Linked DNA regions of Mus musculus: regions 2 and 3 are each linked to region 1. A link is a contact called in public Hi-C data. All regions are on one chromosome and are shown on one strand. Each heading gives the region's core, a stretch centred on a gene start, on an enhancer-like site or on the middle of the called end of the contact. The rest is flanking DNA. Distances are from core to core; before and after follow the strand shown.

Evidence for each region. A called contact is a pair of places that touch in the nucleus more often than the background predicts.
Region 2: a contact with region 1 is called in a Hi-C map of uterus. The contact joins the enhancer-like site here to the promoter of Itgb8 in region 1. A contact is called at or near these places in 10 of 39 promoter capture datasets (the 3T3-L1 cell line, 3T3-L1-derived adipocytes, the SN4741 cell line and 6 more), 3 of 484 Hi-C or Micro-C datasets (all in uterus) and 2 of 9 other capture datasets (adipose tissue and liver).
Region 3: a Hi-C map of uterus shows a contact between it and region 1, with 2.7 times the contacts expected there. The contact joins the enhancer-like site here to the promoter of Itgb8 in region 1. A contact is called at or near these places in 4 of 39 promoter capture datasets (the SN4741 cell line, embryonic stem cells, hematopoietic stem and progenitor cells and 1 more), 7 of 484 Hi-C or Micro-C datasets (cerebral cortex, uterus and ventricular fibroblasts), 2 of 115 datasets of contacts at active chromatin or transcription factors (bone marrow-derived dendritic cells and kidney) and 3 of 9 other capture datasets (adipose tissue, liver and pancreatic islet).

The regions. Positions count from the first base shown.
Region 1 is chr12:119,236,540-119,240,411 of GRCm38.p6, reverse strand. It overlaps Itgb8 (integrin beta 8), which reads left to right and starts at 2,136. Exons shown (of 14, transcript NM_177290.3): 1 at 2,136-2,740. The coding sequence starts at 2,614.
Region 2 is chr12:119,400,714-119,404,648 of GRCm38.p6, reverse strand. It overlaps a transcript of Macc1 not described here. Among named protein-coding and RNA genes, the nearest start is that of Macc1, 41 kb to the left of the region's middle. Within about 2 kb of position 1,403, at least 8 of the 459 cell types and tissues checked have an H3K27ac peak or open chromatin away from gene starts, as enhancers often do. A contact at or near this core is called in second pharyngeal arch cranial neural crest and uterus, where this site is marked.
Region 3 is chr12:118,997,665-119,001,586 of GRCm38.p6, reverse strand. No RefSeq gene overlaps it. Among named protein-coding and RNA genes, the nearest start is that of Abcb5, 33 kb to the right of the region's middle. Within about 2 kb of position 2,101, at least 16 of the 459 cell types and tissues checked have an H3K27ac peak or open chromatin away from gene starts, as enhancers often do. A contact at or near this core is called in uterus, where this site is marked.

The sequences.
Region 1 (3,872 bases), core at 887-3,386:
GTTATCTTTGTCAGAGCTTTGCAATGCCTCAAGGGTTGCTGCATTGCCTAGGTTTGTCACATAATTTCAAGAAAATAAACACACTTCCCAGCTGAAGTGGCTCTAACCATATCTTCACTATGCTATGTTTTTGTTCCAACCTATCTCAGCTACTTTACAGTAGCTACATCTCAATGAAGATATCCAGGAAGAAATTTGAAAAACCAAAGAATGAAAATTTGAAAATGAAGTACAGTGGCTTGGAGTTGTGTTGACTGACATCAGTCGTTGAAGTATGGATTGCCCCCTTAGCTTCACAAATGATCCTCCTTAACAGATCTAGGGCACTTTACTAACTAGGTTCCTGGCTTTACTGTTAGTCCAATGTACAGTCCACACCTGAAGAAAGGGGAGTTTTTGATGTTGTGGTTTATTAACCAGGTACTTTCCATTCACTGTCAACAATTAGAAAACAGAAAGAAGTTTTTTAAAGAGGAGGGTTGGTGGGACCTCCTACTTGTTTTCTTTACTCCAAATAAGAAGCCGGAAACAATTAAGGAGAAAAAAATCCCCTATAGTTCACCTTGACCTGGCTGGACTGGGTCTGATGCCTGAAAAAAGTGGTGTTGTGTAAGCCACTAGTAAAAAAAAGTCGAACTGAACTTCAATACAATGAAAATTATTGGGCTCTAGGGGAAACTAGGAGCCAAGGTCTCCAGTATCAAATTAGAAAAGGAGCTCTTTCCCAAACCTAGAGAACTGTGTTTCTTCCTTCTCCTTAAGGTGTCGAGGGCGCTGACAAGACCTGGAGAGGCAATGCTACTACTTCCTTGGCTGTCCAGTTTAGCAACGCTTTAGCCTCACCCAAAACTGCAAAACTGAATTGCAAGCTTGTATTCATTCACTCTTCTGCTGCCATCTGCAACTTCTTGTTTCCTTTTACTGAGAAGGTGGCGTTTAAGGTCAAAAGATCCATTGTAACCAACAAAAGGCCAAAGAACCACAAACAGACCCTGGGAAAAAGCTAGGCTGCCCCTTTCAGGGCTGAGGGTCTACAAAAGGAACAACGAAATATATCTGACAGTAGAATACATCTTGTCTAAATCTCCAAAGTCTGGGAAGACCTCAGACAGATTTGGGATCAGACACAGGGCAAGGTCTTAAGGCTGCAAGGAAAGCGGGCAGTGAATACTCTGAGAGCAGTGTTGGGGGAGGGGAGAGGCCCCCGAAATCTACTTTGTATTCAGCAGCTGCGGGCCAGTAAGGATTCCTGAACAAAGGAGCACGCGGCAAGAGGATGAAATGTTGGGGTTCATGCTGCCACTCGAGCTGCGAGAAGTTTTCCACCTATACCGTTATGGAAGCGTTGGAACTCAGAATTGGGGGGCGAGGGGGTGAGAGAAAAGAGAACTCAGCATGCGATTCCTGTTGCGCCACTACGCACCAGGAATTCTTGAGAACGATGGGAATGGCAACTATTAGATTCGAGGGGGGAGAAAAAAGAGCTGGAGTGAGCAAAACAAAGAGCGAGTGTGGGCCGCGGTGACTTCATGCCTCACCAATGTCCCGCCCACGCTACTCCGAGCTGGAGCTGTTTGCTGCTTCTGCTGCTGCTGCTGTCCTGGGCCGCCACTGCGCTTGCTGGCGACCCAAGCAAGGAGCACTGTAGCGTGGGGAGGTTTCCTAGCAACTCTCAGCTCGGAGCACGCCCAGCCACCCGAAAGCTGGGAGCCCCCACGGGGGACCACAGAACTAGATCACCCCATCCCTGCCCATCGCCTGCCTCTCTTCCCTCTCATCCCAGAACGCATCAGCTGCCAGGGTTCTGGGTGGCCAGACGCCTGAGCCGACAGAGTCCGAGAAAGGACAAGGGTACGCAGCTCCCTCCCAGCGAGGTGCATGGAACATCCCCTTCTAGCCCAGTAAGCAACTGGGATGCCTTGTTGGTTGCCCGCGAGTGCAGACAGGAGCTTCTAGGGAGCTCGCGGAGCTGCTTCCCCAAGCTGCTGGCACCCGTGTCTCCTCTCCCGCCAATCGGAACGCTGCCGCCTGAACCTCTGCTAGCTGCGACTAAGTGGAGTTGGCCTCCCTGCCCACCTGTGGAAGAAGCTAGCACCGACTGATGCGCCAGCAACTCCCCCACCCCCTTGGCCTTCTAGCCGTCCCCTCCCACTAAAGCAGCATCACCCTGTGAATTACATTAGGGTGGTTTTCCCCCCAGCCTCAGGCTTTGTTTGGGTTTGATTGTGTTTGGCTCTTCGCTAAGCTGATTTATGCAGCAGAGCCCCATCGGCTGGGGAGAAACAAAAGCTCTTTTCTTTGTCTGGGAGCGGACTGTGGAGCCCGTACTTGCTTCGCCCCCGCGGGCCATCGGCTGTCCAAGGAGGTGCTTTTTGTTGAGACTGCAAGCCCCGCCGTGCGGAGCTGGGAGGGCCTTAAGGGCCCTGAGATGCAGAGAGCTGCCCTGGACCGAATACCTGTATCGCCTACTGAGAGCAACTGGGTCGGCCAACCCGGCCTGTCGAAAAGGTCCTAGGGACTCGCAGCCCACGGGCCTCAAGGTGCGCTCTCAAGTCGGGAGAGCGCATCAGGAAAGCAACTAGGCAGTAGGCACCGGGCGGGCTGCTTTGCATTATGTGCGGCTCGGCCCTGGCTTTTCTGACTGCTGCACTGCTCTCTCTGCACAACTGCCAGCGAGGTCCAGCCTTGGTTCTTGGGGCAGCCTGGGTATTTTCACTTGTTCTCGGACTGGGCCAAAGTGGTAAGTTATTTTACTTTGTTTTCTTCCCTTCTCCCAAAGTCTTGGGCTGGTATTGAGAGCTTATGGCCTGGGCATCCCTGACAGGTAAGTGGAAGATGTCAGTCCTGGTCAGTCCTGCTGAGACTTCAGGAGGGCAGGTGTGTAACAAAGTTCTCCATAAAGAAGCCAGGTATCAGGCATTTTCACCCCTAAGTGACAGCAATAGTCCACAGTGCTGGGAAAAGTTTATTTGAGTTGAAGTTTGGGAAAGAGTCTGTTGTACTTACAGAATGCAGTTTGGGGGTTCCAGTATTTCCTGAGGATATCACTATATAGTCTGTATTCCCCAACTTTTCACCTTAGGGGTGGAGCATCATCCACTAAGAGCCTGTGGCTAAGATGGTTTATAAAAGGAAAGAGTCTTTCATTTATTGGTCTAAGAAAGAACAAGTTTCTTCTGCCATAACATTCAGCTTGAATGAATTAATGCCCTTGAGGAATATCCATTCATGGTTTAAGCCACTGCCCTGCGGAGGGGTGGGATTGTTAAATTATTGTGGCTAAATGATCTGTCCCCTAAGTTTGGTCTCTGTTACCAAGAGGTCACCTCTCTATAAACTTTTATTGTCTTCATCTGTAAAACAGATATAGATGCCTACCTTTCCCAAGTCATTTCTAGTCAGACAGTGCATGAGAGGGGGCTTGGCACTTTAACATGTTAGCATTGTATTCTTGGTGACTCATGAAACAGAATAAGTAATAATAACAATCTAAGGATTAAATTTACCATAGAGGCCAAATGTTTTTTTTTTTTTTTTTTGCAGATGGAGTTACCATTGCCTTATTTATTTATTTATTTATTTACTTACTTACTTACTTTTCCCTTCGGGTTACTAATCCCTTAAATTTTATTAGAGACTTACTGTAGTCTCTCAACCTTAAAGGAGTTTTAATTAATAGCCTCACTTCTGTTGTAAAACTGAAATTTAGTCCTTTACTTTAAATTGGTGTGCTGGCTTTCTTCCTGAAGTTAACTAAAGTAAATACTTATATGTAAAAGTTTATAATAGAGAAGCCCAGGCAATTTCTTCTAATTATTGCATATATAGTTGTCTAGCATTAGTTTTGGGTGAGATTTTCCTAGTTGTATCAA
Region 2 (3,935 bases), core at 154-2,653, 160 kb before region 1:
TTTATTTATTTACCTTTCAAATGCTTATTCCAATTTCTCCCCCCCTCCAGAAACCCTCTATCCCATCCCCCTCCTCCTGCTTCTATGATGGTGTGCCCCGAACTTCCCTACACTGGGACATTGTGCCTTCACAGGACCAAGGGCCTCTTCTTCCATTGATGCCTGACAAGGACACATGATGAACTCTTTAAGTTGAAGACTCTACAAGGATAAAATAATAATGTTTGAATAGGCAAAACAATGAAGAGTAAATGAAAAAGAGAATACTACTGAGAGCATCTAACAAATCCTTTCTCCACATAAATGTGTTGTTGAGACTACAGAAAAAGAAGTTGTCTAAATGGGCAGGCACTGTAAAACCCTTCTTCATTGCAAAGCTCACTATTGATGCCAAATCTTCTGTCAGGGCTACTTCTTGGGTGACATTAGAAAAGAAGGGTGGCTAAATCATAGTAATTTGAATTTAAGGAGTGTCTAACATCTTACACTTGTGCTATAGTCCTCAAGAGTGTCTTAGAAGAGAAGCAACCAATGTCATTTGTGCCACGTGCACCTAAAACATTGAGATGTTGAAATATTATGCAGCTTGTATAAATAAGGCTTGTACAAGAAAGCTGTGAGTAGAAGGGAAAATTATTAGTTCCTAAAGGAGAAAATAGGTTCTCATATAAACCTTCTCCTAGCAATTTCTCATGGAGAATGTAGGTACCATCAGAACAGTTATCTGAAGCAAAAGACATGCTGTCCTGGGAGAGTGAGGGTAGTGTTTGAGGCAGAAGATCAGCTTAGATGATGCCAGAGAGATCCCAGATGGCCACCCTTGGCCTTGCCTGGCAAAATGGACACTTTGGTATCCACCTAGTCTGATGTCAGCGTTCCATTCCTGAACAACCTCGTTCTAACTACACATGTGATAACACCAAAGAGATTGTTCCATAATTATCAAGAAAGAATTTTTTCTAACAGAATAAATAAAATTCCTCAAATTAAGTAGTAGAGAAAACAGATCTTTTAATACTATGAGAACCAAACCCCCAGCACTGATTAAAAGGTGCTCATTCACACAGATGAGACATAGCACAGAGATTCACTCAGAAATGATACCAGGGATCTGCTTCAATCTGGCTCCTTGCTTTGTTTTTAAAAAATTAAAATAGACATTTTTAAGCTTTATAAGACAAATGCAACTCAAATTAAATGGTCTAGATGAATCAAGAAGAAAGTAATGAGTTGTACAAATTTTCATAAAAGAAAGAGACCAATGCAAACTTAGCTTTAAAGATGAAATGGGTTTGCCTGTGCAGTCATGAACAACAAAAGGAACAAAGAAAACCCAGTGCCCACATCCTACATATGCAAACATATGCAGCTACACATGTTACACACTCATTTAGTTGTTTATAAGAAATAGCTACAGAAGAAAACGCCTCTCCCATTAGCAAACAGTGTGAAGTTACAGTTCAAACTAATAAACACTGGAAAAACACCCCATGACATCCAAAGAAATGAGAGGTTAACAAAAGACCTTTTGTATTGGTCGTCTCGACCAACTTACAGCTCACAACAACAAGTCCTGGAAGAGAAAGGAAATTGTTGTCAAATTGCAACAGGCAAGAGTGCATAGGTTAATTACAGGGAATTTTGAGTTTAGCAAACACCCAGATTTAGCCCAAGATGTAAGAAATCAAGCAGTTGTTGCATAAGAGGGGAGCTGAAGCAATGTATCAACACTCAGAAGTGAATTTTCTTTTTGCTTGATCCAGGGAAAACATTTCCATGAGCGCAGCTTCAGACTCTTAAGCCATCTCTGGACAACCCAACCTAGGAAACATGGGTACAATACACTAATGGAATTTCACAAGGTCCAGGAAATAATTTCCTGTTTATCTTTTGTTTCCAGGCAAAATTGATGTCTAGCAGGAGTAGTCATGTTCCATATTCTATCCAGCATCCATTCTGATAAGTCCAATGCCCGTTCCACACTACTGTATTTTCACTAACATTCTGCATCCAAAAAAAAAAAAGCTAACTTATGCCTACCTGCCTGATTAAGGGTCTAAGGCAACTTCCAATTATTCAAGTAGAATACAAGTGTTCTGTTTCCTCCACCTTCTTTATCCTCAGACTGTGGAACTATCAACACTCCAGCAGCTAGAGGCTGGGTGATAGGAGAGGTGTGGTAGGCAAGAAAAAAAGTAGTCAGTACCTCTTCTAAACTTCAAAATGGCTGTAGACTCATATGGTGGGGGAAACTGATAAGGTAGATTCAACCGGTCTTCTTGAACAGAAAGCAGGTTTTACATCCCAAGTACAGTAAATTAACCACCTTTTCTTGTGAAAGAATCTCACCAACCAAGGAGAGCCTTGAATTCAACTTGTAGCCATGACTGGCACTCATTTTCCCTTACCTTAGCTTTCCTAGTGCTGGGATTATAGTGCTGTATCCCCATGCCTGTCTTTTACTTTCTTCCTACTGACTCCTGTAACTTTCCCTTCCCCTTAAATGAAGAAGTTTACTTCATAGTGTGGAATTCTTACTATGAAGCAACATTTTTTCCATGATTAATTTCATTTGTAAAGGATAACTGTCTTGTTTCTTTTACTGTTTCTATATTAAAGTACACTGACAAAAACAACTTGAGGGGAAAAGGGTTTATTTTCTGTCATAGCTCTCTCTCTCTGAAAAACAAACAAACACACAAACAACAAACAACACCTTTATAGACGACAACAGAGGTTACCTCACCAGCCCCCATGGGATTCCAAAGCCAGTCAAGTTGACAAAGAAGAGAACCATGCCTACCCGTTAAGACATTGAGCTAATAGCATGTTTCTGAAGTCAGAATAATTGGATAGTAGACAGGATGAGGTTCTATCTGATTAATATTTACCTTCTGATGAATATAAACAAGTTAGGAACTACTAGACAAAAGTATTTTTCTTTCCAATCTGCAAGGAGACTAATGTGGATTTTTTCACCTTTATATGCCTGTCTGTAATGAAAGTTTCCATCAGTATATAAGGTCCTGGTATAGATCAGCCTCACCATTATATGGGTCTATAGCCTTTGGGGAATTGGGAAGAGGGTACATTTTGCTTCTTCTCTTGCCTACCACTCCTCTACTATCACCCAGCCTCGAGTTGATGGAGTATTGGTGGCTCCATTTTGAGGATAAGGAAGGTGGCGAAGAACCATAGCAAAACATTTGTATTCTACTAGAATAATTTCGAGTTGTCTTTGAGGCCAGACATAGTGGTGAATTCCATCACAAGGCAGAGGCAGGTGTACTCTATAAATTCAAGGCCAGCCTGATCTCCATAGTGAGCTCTAGGACAGCTAGAACTACATAGAGAGACCCTGTCTCAAACAAAAAACAAAGTTGCCTTTGGTTCTCTATTATGGACCTGGCTGATGTTTATCACTGTTAATGCCACTGTTAATGTGGTGTGGTGGTTGTTGTGGTGGTGGTGTGTGTGTCCTATATGTCCCCATACCCACATTTCGGGAGATCCACAGAAACTTTTCAGCCATGTTTGTGAAGTAGCTGAGGCATTCAGTTCTTAAGGCTCCTGGAGCTCTGATTGCTAGCAAAGAAACACAGGAAGCCCCATCCTCTAGGTTGACATGAGAGAACAGATTACTTTATCTCTATCAGGACTGAAATAACTTTCTAAATCACTCTCACAAATTCTTTATGTCTGTTCACACTTTTAGTTTAGTTGCAGGTAGAATTCAGTTTAAATGCTATGAAAATGTCCCCGCTGAGATTTTTTGCCAGATTCCTTTAAGGGATCTGAAATCAATTGTCTTTGACTCTTAGATAATCCTCACCCCATTTACATTGTGTTTCTGTGCAAAACTAATCAATACAGATCAAAATTGGCTCTCTGGTAATTATCATCAGATACTGGAATATGCATGATCAGCATGGTTT
Region 3 (3,922 bases), core at 852-3,351, 240 kb after region 1:
CATAATTGTTCCTGTCTGAAAGAATTACAGCAATGGAAATGGAGAGGAGCCTGAGGAAAAGAAGGTCCAGACTGAAAGTGGGATCCAGCTCAAGGGGTGGTCCCAAGGTCTGACGCTATTACTGAAGCTATGGAACACTCACAAAAAGGGACCTAGCACGAGCATACTTCGGAAGACCCAACAAGCAGCTGAAGAGTCAAATGCACATATTTGCACCCAACCAATGGACAGAAGCAGCTGACCCCAGTTGTTGAATTAGGGAAAGGCTGAAAGAAGCTGAGAAGAAGGGTGACCCTGTAGGAGGACCAGCAGTCTCAATTAATCTGTGCCCCGAGATCTCTCAAACACTGGACCACCAAGCAGGCACCATACTGCGGCTGATATGAGGCCCCCAACACACATACAGTAGAGGACTTCAAGATCTTTGTTCATTCAAAGATGATGAACCTAACTCTCAAGAGACTGGAAGCCCCAGAGAGTTTAGAGGTAAGGTGGGGTGGGAGTGAGGACATCCACATGGAAACAGGGAGGTGGGGAGGAAGTATGGGATGTAGAACTGTCAGAGGGTGGATGGGGGAATAAAATATGGAGTGAAAATAAATAAATAAATAAATTTTAAAAATAGAAAAAAGAAATGTGAAAATACACATGCCTTTAAAAGAGATAAAAATATAAAAATACATGCATTACAAAAAAACTTACACACAGACCCATACACATAATTAAAAAGAAAATAAGTCTTTTGAAAAATACTTATATCACTTTTGGAGTTCCACGCACTGTTCTGAAAGCTTAGGGAAAATAAGTCCCATTAACTCTGGAGTAAAATAAATCTTTTGATCTAAACCTTAATAATATCTCTTTTTATGGATGTAAGCAATGAAGCACAGATCAGTTAAGTCAGTCATTCTAAGTATACAACAGGCAGTGGAGAGCCAGGCTTTGGCTGTATCAGTTCTTTCTCAAAGTCCATCTTCAATAATCTTTATTATTCCTTAAAAGGTCACAGTTAATCTTTTTAATCAAATTTTTGATGTGCAATATTTGATATATTAAGTATGGTAAAAAATAATATTCACAAAATAAAACTCTCCATGGCAAAAGCTAAAAGAGTACAGCTTCGCACGAACAGTGAGTCAGTTCTTCTCAGGAAGGCTTGGGGTATTGCTCATCAGTAAGTACGTGGCTAGCACACATAAGGCCCTAGTCCAATCTCCAGCATCAAAAAGTAATAACAGTAATAATAATCTCCAGAATTTGCAACAAAATAACTCATGACTATGGTTAACGTAACTTCTGGAAATGTCCCTTAGTACAAAGACGCTATACAAAATGGTTATGGAAGAATGACCCAGCCCTCCTGAACTTCACTCTGCCTGTGTTTGCAGGAGATTCTACACATACTGTCCTCTCTCAAGACTTCTACACTCTGGCCATCCAGTCTTGAGATGACAAGCTGCTTCCCTCATGTTTTGCAACTAAAAATGGACACATTCACCTGTGGACATCTTGAAAAGTACCATTCTTTTGTGTTCAAACCAAATGACTGAAATTCCCAAGTTGTGCACAATCAGTGCTCTGGTTACAAGGAATACAGAGCACTGTATTAGTAAATGTCTGTGTGGGTCCAATTCGGACTCACAATATTCCTGCCATTATGAATATTAGCATTAAGAATAAACATGGTTAGCAAGACCAACATTCACTGGAACCCCTATAGACATGTTTTCTCATTTAGCCTAAGGCAACCACTTCTTGCTTGCTTTAAAGCAAAGAAAGCTGAAGAACAGAGAATGCAGCTCCTTTGCAAATGTGTAAGCAGGAGCAAGAAAGCAACCAGGTTGATCAGTGCCTCTTAGAGCTGCTCTTGTGGTGCTTCCCTTCTGTGGGTGTTTCTTCCTCTGGATGACACAGTTTCTGCAGCAGTGTTCACCCATGAATCTTGAGTACAAAGTAGAATTTGACCCTCGTGGTTTAGCTATAACTGGAAAGACAACTTGCACAAAATTTTCTCATAAAGCCTGTTGCCAAGATCCTGAAGAACAGCATGTGCTCTTCCAGATGAAAGTGATAAGATGGGTGATGTTGCTGAGAGTTGCAATTCCTGTTAACCAGACAGCTGTAGGAGAAGCCACTTCCGTGGGCCTCCATGGAAGCCTGTGCATTGGCTTCATGGAGGGAGCTGGCTCAGACTACCAGAAAACCACATGCAAGAGGTTCTCACTGATGAAGGTCTATTAACAGGAAGTGGTCACTAGTTGGCCATAAACCCACTAAGCTGGCAGAAGAGCCTTCATGTCATTCTCTGGATATAGCCAGGTTGACAAATCACTTAAAGTTTTGAAGGGGAGTAGCTGAAAACAAAAGGAGTCCCTGACCAATAAGTTATACTGAAGTTATTTACCTGCATCAGGAAATTTAACATCATACCAAACACTGTAAGAGCTGTAAATTTTTTCAAAGAGTGTTTGTTCTCATGGCTGGCAGATACTGATAATGCTCTCTAGGCATTGCTCTGAAAACAGACACACACACACACACACACACACACACACACACACTCCATGTCTTCTGCTTTGCCCCAGGTTCCTTCAAGTTCAGTCCCACAGTTCTCTGTACCTCTGTCAGATCCTTTCTTTCACAAGCTGTAGGAATAGCCTAAGGGGTCTTCTTTCAGGTTTTTGATCATTCCATCATGAGTCTGCTCTTTCAACCACACTATAATCAAAGGGCTTCTAAGAGATTGTAGTTTCCCCTAGCCAAACCATGGAACTCTAAGATACAAGTCAGCCCCCAATGGAGGAGCTAGAGAAAGTAACCAAGGAGCTAAAGAGATCTGCAACCCTGTAGGTACAACAACATTATGAACTACCAGTACCCCGGAGCTCTTGACTCTAGCTGCATATGTATCAAAAGATGGCCTGGTAAGCCATCACTGGAAAGAGAGGCCCATTGGACACGCAAACTTTATATGCCCCAGTACAGGGGAACGCCAGGGCCAAAAAGTGGGAATGGGTGGGTAGGGGAGTGGGGGGGATTATGGGGGACTTTTGGGATAGCATTGGAATGTAATTGAGGAAAATACATAATTAAAAAATTATTTTAAAAAAAGATGGGGAAAAGATGGTGATTGAGGGAAACTTTGAATCCCATGTATCACAATAGTTTCTGCAGATCTTGGCAAAAATCTCCATTTCTTATTACTTTCAAGACTTTATATTCCTATACCACAAATAAGCTTTTGAACTTAAAAATGAATTATCTGCCTCAAGCACTTGGCTCTTAAGATTTATATGTTTGGTATGAGTTTAAACTAATCATAAATCCAACTGACATCTCTTTTCTAAGGTAGACCTGACCTCCCGCAGAAAGCAATGTGTGAAGAAAATTACATGGTGTGGGGAGGGGGTGGAAAGTAATGAGTTCTAAGCTCCTGAGGAGCAGGAACATGAAGTGCAGAATTCTGAACAAGGGATCTCAAGGCAGTGTCAGCTCAGCCTGCTTCCTGCAATACAGAAAGTTTTCTCCTATTTAGAGGTAACTCTGATAATGATTAAAGCAGAACTGATGTAGCATTTGCCTAGTGCCAGCACCGTGGATGAGTTTATTCTTTAATCCCCACACCCAAGCCTTCTTATCTTCTTTTACAGATAATGAAAGGGAGTCTTAGAGATATTCATTAGCTTATGGGACTCACAAAAGTGGTAGAACCAGGCACTGTTTTAGTATCTGAATCTACAAAGATTCATGGCACAAAAATATATAATGAAAAGCTAAGTGTACAGACTGAAGCAAACATCAGACATGTAAATGCACCCTGGCAACCATTTGACTAGATCTGTAATAAATATTCATACACAGAGAGGCACATAGTGAAAGATTATAGAAGAATGTCTCCTAAGATTCAAACCTAATTGATTCA